2 separate regions of the Sus scrofa genome follow, and region 1 is linked to region 2. The links are chromatin contacts, called in public HiChIP or PLAC-seq maps. All regions are on one chromosome and are shown on one strand. Each heading gives the region's core, a stretch centred on a gene start, on an enhancer-like site or on the middle of the called end of the contact. The rest is flanking DNA. Distances are from core to core; before and after follow the strand shown.

What was found. HiChIP or PLAC-seq counts read pairs in DNA pulled down with a chosen protein or histone mark.
Region 1: a contact with region 2 is called in an H3K27ac HiChIP or PLAC-seq map of alveolar macrophages. The contact joins the promoter of WDR26 here to the promoter of KMO in region 2. A contact is called at or near these places in 1 of 47 Hi-C or Micro-C datasets (heart right ventricle) and 1 of 2 datasets of contacts at active chromatin or transcription factors (alveolar macrophages).

What each region holds. Positions count from the first base shown.
Region 1 is chr10:12,755,342-12,760,296 of Sscrofa11.1, reverse strand. WDR26 (WD repeat-containing protein 26) reads left to right here and starts at 3,584. Exons shown (of 14, transcript XM_005667934.3): 1 at 3,584-4,677. The coding sequence starts at 4,259. CNIH3 (protein cornichon homolog 3) reads right to left here and starts at 4,031. Exons shown (of 10, transcript XM_021064387.1): 1 at 3,946-4,031; 2 at 3,514-3,590. The coding sequence starts at 3,551.
Region 2 is chr10:12,440,470-12,444,992 of Sscrofa11.1, reverse strand. It overlaps KMO (kynurenine 3-monooxygenase), which reads right to left and starts at 2,116. Exons shown (of 15, transcript NM_214076.1): 1 at 2,038-2,116. The coding sequence starts at 2,112. All of the region lies in intron 1 of LOC110255638 (a long non-coding RNA gene), which reads left to right.

The DNA.
Region 1 (4,955 bases), core at 2,335-4,834, 310 kb before region 2:
GGATCAAACCTGCAACCTCACTGTTCCTAATCAGCCTCGTTTCCACTATGCCACGACGGGAACTCCTTATGTTTTATTATAAACATCCATACCATCTCAGCTTTTCAAATCAAGCAGCTTTTGCACTTTCACACCCAAGACACTGCCCTGGAGAGAAGCAGCGATTTGTCATTTAGATATCCAACACCCGTGTCTTCAGTTGCCTTTTTGACAGTCAGGACTGTCCTAGATGACTGCTCTGCAAACTTCTTTGAGAAAGGCCTACAGAAGAAATATATTTCACTTTGTAAAAGCACAGATATGTATCTGTTATTGAAACAAAATTTTCACAAAATAGTAATGACCTTTCCTGGGGTGATTGACTTGACTATCTTCCATGCTTTTCTAGTTTTCTGTTTTATTTCTGTAAATTGTAATCATGACCAATACATGATTTCATGACTTGCAGACTGCAGTCAGGACCCACAGTCTGAAAAATACTGGCTCAGATGAACAACTCACTGATCCTACATCGAATAATTTATATATGGGTTAGGAGGCACACATGTACATAACCCACAAACATCTTGTAGTTGGAAAGTTCTCAGATGTCAATTAGTTCAACTGTATTCATCAAAGCCTTTGCCTGAATATCTCTAGCACAAGGAGTTCCCATTGTGGCTCAGGGGTTAGTGAACCCAACTTGTATCCAGGAGGATGCCATTTCAATCCCTGGCCTCGCTCGGTGGGTTAAGGATCCGGCATTGCCATGAGCTGTGGTGTAGGTCACAGATGTGGCTTGGATCCCGAGTTGCTGTGGCTGTGGTATAGGCCAGCAGCTGTAGCTCCAATTAGACCCCTAGCCTGGGAACCTCCATATGCCATGGGTGCAGCTCTAAAAAGCAAAAAAAAAAAAAAAAAAAAACCCTCTAGGACAATAAGCTGCCACTTATTTGGAAACTAGCACAGTGTTGGCCATATAAAGACCTGTTAAAATAGCACAGAAATGAAGTTAAATGAGTCAAATACCTAAATATACGTTCAATTTTCCCCCTAAAAGACAGCTTAAACCTTTATTCATAAATCCATCTCAGTCTTTTCCAGGAGGAGGAGGAAAAGGGGAAGGTAAATCAGGGAGACGGCAGTCTAGAAAAGTCTCCTGTCTGTTGACTCGGAGAAGGGGTCTCGGCAAGTTAAAAATACATGACAAGCGGCCATCAAAACTGGAAGCCTGGATAAATTATACTCACAAGGACAGTGAGGAGGTTGGTAGTCAGGAAAGGCTCCCCTGAGGAGGTGAAAAATGAGCCAAGTCTTGAATCAGAAGGGCAGAGACAAGGTTGGGGGTGCGATCAGACTCGGAAGAAATGAGCCCAGCAAATGTGGGGGACAGCAGTGAAGACTTCATAAAGGGCACAGAAGAGAGAAACTCAGAAAGACTGAGGTCAGTCTGTGGGGGGCAAGATAAACTGGATGTATCCCGCAGGTGACTTGAATATTACTGAAGGTTTCTGAGTGTGAACAAAGTAGGATTTCAGAATTTTTCATTGCACATGGACTTGAAAGCTGGCTCTTAAAAACACCCAGAGTTCGGGAGTTCCTGCTGTGGTGCAGTGGGTGAAGGATCCAGCATTGCTGCAGCTGTGGCACAGACTGCAGCTCCTGCTCAGATGAGATCCCTGGCCCAGGAACTTCCAAATGCCATGGGGGCGGCTGGAAAAGAAAAAACACCTAGAGTTCGGACAACAGGGTCTCCAGCTGCATTTTAGCTTAGAGAAAAACGTGTGTGTTCACGGACTTCAATAATTCAGAATTCTGTAAGAGCAGTCTCCGTCTCATAAAATCTAGAAAAGCTGGGATATGCGTATTGAATTTAGACACCAACTTAGGCCAGTTTCTTTTTCCTCCTGTCCTTTCCTTTTGTTCATGAAGTGTGAGCTCGTCTGTGGCTACCACTAAGTAATTGTTTCCTTTATGAAAAGCTCTAGACTTTATTCAGAAGCTTGTCCTCAATGCTGCTATGGGCCTCATAAATTACTATAAATGGCTTTGCAAAATTTAATTTGTATAAAGAACAACGACACTCAATAATAAGGCTGTCTAAAGTTAATATACAAATAGGGAGCTCTGAAGTGTTAACTATCTAGTAATTCAGGCTCTGCTGGATACAGTGGCAGTGCCCTATGAACCTTAGCTAGAGCTCAGGTCTGTCTCAGGTGAATAAAAACATCGCATGTGAGTCACCTCACGATTACACTGCCACCTGGAAGCATATTTAAGAGATGAGACTAAAAGCTGAATCTCTGTCGGATCTTGCATTGGTTCTCCTCTCCCTTCCTCCAGTCTGAAGATCAATAGAGCTCAGGATTCTTTAATAGTTTCTCATAACATTCTTTAATAGTTTCTCATAAGCATTATTTTTTTAATTGTTTTGCAAATTTGAAAAGTAACCAAAGGCCTCAAAGTTCCCTTGAGCTATGAATATTGTAAATTTCAGAGCTGTAAGATGTTTTAGTTGAGTCTATTTTTTCTATAGGAAAACTACTTCAGAGAAAGACTTTTTAAAATTCTGAGAATATGTATACATATCAAGTGCCTATGCCAACAACCACCTGCATATAAATACCTAGATAATGTAGACTCTTCACCAATAATCAAGATTCAGCCCAGCTCTTTGCCGCTGCATTTCTACATCCAGAGAAATGGGTAAGTGACAGGGACACTGAAGCCTCCTATTTCACCTAAACATTTCGAGCCTGCATCTCAAGCCCCCTTAAGATGCCTGCTTTGGACGCAACTGCTTGGTCTCTATTATTGCTGCCTAAACCGGGCAGTGACTCAAGAGGCAACTGGAAAGGAGAAGGAGGTGCTGGGCACGAGCTAAAAACGAGTGCAAGGCCCTCGGCACAGTCCCTCCCCGCCTCTCTACACCCACAGCCGTTTTGTGACTCCTGGTCTCCATCACACACAGCTTTTATCCATTTTTCCACCTTCCCGGGGTGGAGCACAGAGTCTCGTAGGCTCGTCATCTCAAACCTCCCGAGACGGCCCGGGCGCAAGCATTTGGGCCGTGGAAATTCCAGTTTTCCACACCGAAATGAAGAGCTGGCCAGTCCTGGTTACCATTAAGTGAGTCGACAGGGGCTGCCGCAGCCCTGTGCCTGGAAGTTCTCGTGACAAAACCGCACCACCTGCTCGCCCCCGGTCTTCGGCCGGGGATGGAGAATCTGCAGTCCCTCCGCACACCTGACGTTTCTAGGTCACTCCAGGGCACACACGCACACTCTCGCACACGCGGCCCTGCTGTGCACGCCCGGCCTCGGACGGCGGTTACCAACTTACTCCCGGCCCGGGCAGCCCCGCCAGGGCGCCGGGGGCAAGGCCGGCAGGCCAGGCCAGGCCCGGGCCCCGGGGCAGGGCGGGTCGGGGTCCGGGTCGGGGTCGGCCCCCGCCGGCCCGCCGGCCTCCCTCCCCTCCCGCCCCGCCGGCCCCCGGCGCACGTGCCGGGTGACAGGCCCCCTATAGGTTCCATACCTGCCACCGGAAGTGAGTGAGGAGGGCAGTATAGGCATTTCCTGTGACGCGAGCGCCTGGACTCCATTAGGCAGCAGCTGGGGGAAGAATCAACACACCAGGGAGCAGAGCGGAGCGGACCCGAGGACAGAGGCGGCAGCTGCCTCCGCTGCCGCCCGCCGCCGCCGCCGCCACCGCCGGGGCTCAGCCCAGCGGCGGGCCCCGCGCCCCCGCAGCCGCCCCGCGGCGCCCCCCGGCCCGACCCCCGGGCCGCGCACCCCGAGCTGCCTCCGGGAGGGGGGGGGAAAGGGCCCGGATCCTCCTTCTCCCCCTCCTCCTCCCCCTCCTCTCACCCCTTACCCTGACCCCCTCCCCGCCTCCCGGCCCCCCTCACCCCGACCCTCTCCCCGGCCCCCGCCTCCCCTCCCCCTCCTCGCCCCACCGGCTTCCCACCACGGCCTCTCTCGGCGAGGAAACTCTGGCCTCCGCTTCCTCCTCCTCCGACTCGGACACCGGCGGAGCCTCCCCGCCCCCGCGGAAGAAACCCCGAGCCTCGGCGGCGGAGGGAGCAGGAGAGCCCGGGGCCTCGGCAGGCAGAGCAGGCCTCTCCCCTCCGTCCTCGTCGTCCTCGTCCTCGTCGTCGTCGTCCTCCTCCTCCTCCTCCTCCGTGGTGGTAGTGGTGGGCCTCCCCCCGGCTGCTGCCCCTTCCGCCGCCGCTGCCGTCGCCCACCGGAGTAGCGGCCACAGCCTGGTCAGCGGCAGCATCATGCAGGCCAACGGGGCAGGAGGAGGAGGAGGAGGCGGCGGCGGCGGCGTCGGAGGAGGGGGCGGCGGGGGCCAGGGACAGACCCAGGAACTCGCCTGCCTGTCGGCCCAGAACGGGGAATCGTCCCCCTCGTCGTCGTCGTCCGCGGGGGACCTGGCCCACGCCAATGGGCTCCTGCCTTCCGCCCCCTCCGCCGCCAGCAACAATAGCAACAGCCTGAATGTCAATAACGGGGTCCCCGGCGGGGCCGCCGCCGCAGCCTCCGCCACCGTCGCAGCTGCCGCTGCCACCACCGCCGCCTCCTCTTCGCTGGCCACCCCAGAACTGGGCAGCAGCCTCAAGAAGAAGAAGCGGCTCTCCCAGTCAGATGAGGATGTCATTAGGCTAATAGGACAGCACTTGAATGGCTTAGGGCTCAAGTAAGTATCCCTTACAGGCCGCCGGTGTGGACGGACCGAGGGACGGAAGCTGGCGGGGAGGGGGTGCTGGAAAGAGCTCAGGCAACGGGAGAATTACTGCTGGGCACGCAGGGCCCAGGACACAGGAGGACGCAGCTCAGACGGGCTGACCGGGGAGGAGGAGCCGACCTGAAGGGAAATAAGAGAAAATCAATCAGCCTGACAAATTGCGAGAGGAGACAGGCAGTTGGGGGTTGGGGGGCGTAGAAACCCAAAGATTCACCCCTCCCTGCACACCT
Region 2 (4,523 bases), core at 867-3,366:
AGGTTCCTAACCAAGGAAGGGAGCTCACCTGAATGGTACAAGCCGAAGGTGGGCTTCTGGTCAGGATGAAAGCCTGCCTGTACGGTACAAGCCGAGGGCAGGCCTCAGGTTACACAGCTCTCATTTTGATGTTGATGGGGAAGAATTGGGGCTTTCCTGGGAAAACAATTTCCATGTTTGCGCTGGAGAACATGGATTGCTTCTCAGGTGATCTAGTCTTTCCTCTTTCATTTGTTATTCAGTTTTCCTCAGTCTTTCCTGATTATTTACTTATTATTCTTATTTTCCTGTGGTGATTTGTGATTTAACAAAGTTACAACAATGATATAATAAAAATTTCATCCGGAAGGACTTTTCCCTATTCATATCCAACTTAATTAATATATAGTGTTTATCTACTAACTAGTTACAATAAACTTTAGAGTTAGGATTTTAATGAGGTTTGTAGAAGTTAGACATATATGATTCTTGATCAAAAGAAAACCAGCTGTGAGTTTTGTCCTTGATTTTAGAAGCTTCTAAGTGGTAGCTAATTAATTAAAGTTGATTTATATTTTCTTATACTGTCTTCCTGCCATAACGCTTAAAGATGTACATTAGTCTAAAAACAAGATTTGTAAATACCAGATTTTTGTGTCTGTAACCTCTTCAGCTTGTGGAAATTGGCTGGCCATAAAATGGTTTTTGCTGAGTCTCCTCTTTCCCACAAGATATGCTGCACCTGTTTGTCCTTGAATTGTACTCATTAAATTTTGTTAAAGATTTGAGAATGTAATGTATTGCTACTGCACCATGTGATCAAAAACAAAGCCTAATAGTTAACCAAAGTACTTTTAACACTATGATGTAATCTGTAATAAAAAACTGTCTATATAATCAACCACTTATGCTCCTAAAATTTGAGCAGTCCAGTGCCCTGAAAGAAGGGACAAAGAGGCTGTCTCCGTACTTACATTTGCCGATGCCATGTGCCTCTCCTATTGGGAAAAAGTGTACACTCCCTGGCCGCCGGAGCTGGCCTCCAACAAATAATCAAAGCAGGGCAAGTGCTTTGGTTAAAATGACTATTTACAATAACATCTGTTTTTAAAACATAGCCAGTTTGGGGATTAATCAAATTTATTTGTTTTATTTTCTATCTTTAAAAATGCTATACCCCCCAACCAAGGGAAAACAGACACCTTTGTATTTAGTGAAAATAAAATAGCTCTTCTAGAAAAAAGCAAACTGAACCAATACCACATATTTAAATATCAGAAAAGTTCCAGGAGTTCCTCTCGTGGTTCAGTGGTTAATGAATCCGACCAGGAACCATGAGGTTTCAGGTTTGATCCCCGGCATTGCCATGAGCTATGGAGTAGGTCACAGGCACAACTCGGATCCCGCGTGGCTGTGGCTCTGGCATAGGCCGGTGGCTACAGCTCCAATTAGACCCCTAGCCTGGGAACCTGCATATGCCGCAGTAGTGGCCTTAGAAAAGGCAAAAAGACAAAAAAAAAAAAAAATTCCAAAAGAGAATGAACAATCCTTACAAATGATTAATAACAATCATTAAGACAAGTGAAACAGTGAGGAAGATTAAGAGGTACAAACTTCCACTTACAAAATAAGTGAGTCACAGGATGAAATCTGCAGCATAGAGAATACAGTCAAGAATAATGGCCATGTGTATGGTCAAAAAATACAAATTTCAGTTATAATGTAAATAAACACCATCTACATGTAATCCACATGATAAATAAAATGAACACTGCTATATGTTACATATGAGAGTTGTTAAAAGAATCGATCCTGAGAGTTCTCATTACAAGAAAAAAATATTTTGTTCTTTATTTTTTATCTATACGAGATGAGGAATGCTCACTAAACTTACTGTGAACACGTAAGTCAAATATTATGTGGTACACATTACACTTTGACAATGCTCAATAAAACTGGAAGGAAAAAAATTAAATATGTTGATCTCTGATAAACAAAGAGTAGCGATAATTAAGAGGGTACCACTAACAAGAATAATATATCCAAATCGATTCTTACCAAGCCACCACCAATGACAGCTATGCTTGTCCTCTGAATGTCAGATGAATCCATCACCGCCGAGGTGTTTTTCATAATTGTTGCAGCACTTGCCAAGAAGACTGCCTCCTGCACACTGATTTCCCAGGTCTTTAATCTGCCCAAAGCCCTGCGCTTGTGAGCCAGCAGCAGTGTTTGAGCAGGGCTAATTTAATTTAACCCGTGAGTAGCCCAAAGGACAGTTAGCTCAGCTTTAGAGAAAAAAAAGGGCATTCACTGCAATGACCAAATCTTGAAAAATCCAGCCAAGTAAAACTCACTGTCTTATGTGTAAGACAGGAGTTTCTAAAGTACAGTTTTACAGCTTTTTTCTTCCTCTTCTATACCATGTACTCTTACTTTCATTTTCATCCTTGGCTAACCAGGACCTCATCTCATGACCCAGAGGATGCTATACTTCTTTTCACACTTGATCTGTTGATGATTCTCGTTATTAAGGCCATTTAGGAATTGCACCTCAACAGTCCTCACTGATTGCCTTTAACAGACTCACCACGGGAAAATATTCTCCTGAGCAAGATTTTGAATTGTATAACTGATAACACTTCCCTTTTTTGGGGGGGTGGGCACAAAATGCTGAAACATTAAAATCTAATCTGTGCCTTAACACTAGGGAAGATGGTTAATATTATGCTTCTTTTAAATTCATTCATGGCTTCATATTACCTCTCCACGTCTTTGTCTTCTTTCATTCCAATTTAAATATATATTTTTAATTTTTTGCACATATTTGTGAATCCAGGGTTTTCTTTTTTAATGGAACAGGATATGCAAAATAAAAGTGAGAACCTAAATGAAGGAGCTTCTTCACTTCCTGGTGAGAGTAGGGAGAAAGGTTTTCCCTGGTGAGGAAATAAAGTTAGGCTAGATGTCACTCAATAGTGCCCCCTTGTGAGTAAGTATGGTTAGAGCTGGTGGAAAACATGCTTATTAGGTGGTTTTTTTTTTTTTATTTTTTATTTTTTTGCTTTTTAGGGCCACACTCAGAGCATAACGAAGTTACCAGGCTAGGGGTTGAATCAGAGCTGCAGCTGCCAGCCTACACCACAGCCATGGTGACGCCAGGTCTCAGCCTCATTTTCAACTACACCACAGCTCACAGCAACACTGGATCCTTAACCCACTGACTGAGGCCAGGGATCAAAACTGCATCCTCATGGGTACCAGTCGGATTTGTTACTGCTGAGCCACAACGGGAACTCTCTCTTTGACTCTTTTTATTATAAATGAATTCATGCTGGTTTTTTTTTTTTTTTCACTTTGCTTCTATTTCTCAATATTATGCTTCTTAAGATCCATCTGTATTATTGCAGGGAGTTCTAGTTCACTCATTTCCATTGATCCACTCCTCTGCTGATGGACATTTCTATGTTTCCTTCTTCTTTTTCTTTTTTAGCTGCACCTGCAGAATATGGAGTTCCCAGGCCAAAGATCAGTTCCCAGCCGCAGTTGTGACCTAGGCCGCAGCTGCAGCAATGCTGGATCCTTTAAGCCACTGTGCCAGGCCAGGGATCAAGCCTTGGTCCTGCTGCTACAGAGATGCTGCCAAGCCCCTCTGCCACAGCGGGAACTCCTCCAGTTTTTTACTATTTTGAATAATGTTGCTGCTATGACCAACATTATGTAAACAACAAGGATCCACTGTATAGCACAAGGAATTACATTCAATATTCTCTGATATTTTAATATATTTATATATGTAAAATATATGTAACATTAAATATATATACACAATTATTGTTTATATACATAAATATGACATTCTTTTTCATTATTGTTGATTATGTAACTGAATTATATATATTATAACTGAACCACAGTACTGTATCCCACAAACTAACAATACATTGTAAATGAATTATACTTCAACTTAAAAAAAAGAGTTCCCGTCATGGCGCAGTGATTAACGAATCCGACTGGGACCCATGGGGTTGCGGGTTTGAACCTTGGCCTCGCTCAGTGTGTTAAGGATCCTGCGTTGCTGTGAGCTGTGGTGTAGGTTGCAGACGCGGCTTGGATCCCGTGTTGCTGTGGCTCTGGTCTAAGCTCCGATTAGACCCGTAGCCTGGGAACCTCCATATGCCGCTGGAGCGATCCTAGAAGAGGCAAAAAGACAAAACAAACAAAAAAAGAAATGACGGCAAAAAAAACAAAACAAAACAAAAAAAAAACTGCAGTAGTTTGAAGCTTAAGAAATCAGTATATTGCCTTCAAGAGGATTTAGTTCTGCTCCTGCCATGTTCCTGTGGGGATTTTGTACTCATTCGGTAGAATGATGTCTGCCTGTTTCTGAAGCACTTGTTCCTTTGGGTCGACATGCCTCCCGTGAAACTAGTGTGATCATCTTGCTCTCTCTCAGCCTAGGGGTGCAGTACCTTTTTCTCTGTGACACACGATGTGCCCATTTTGCGGGTTACTCATCTGAAAGACAAATTCTTAGGGAAATA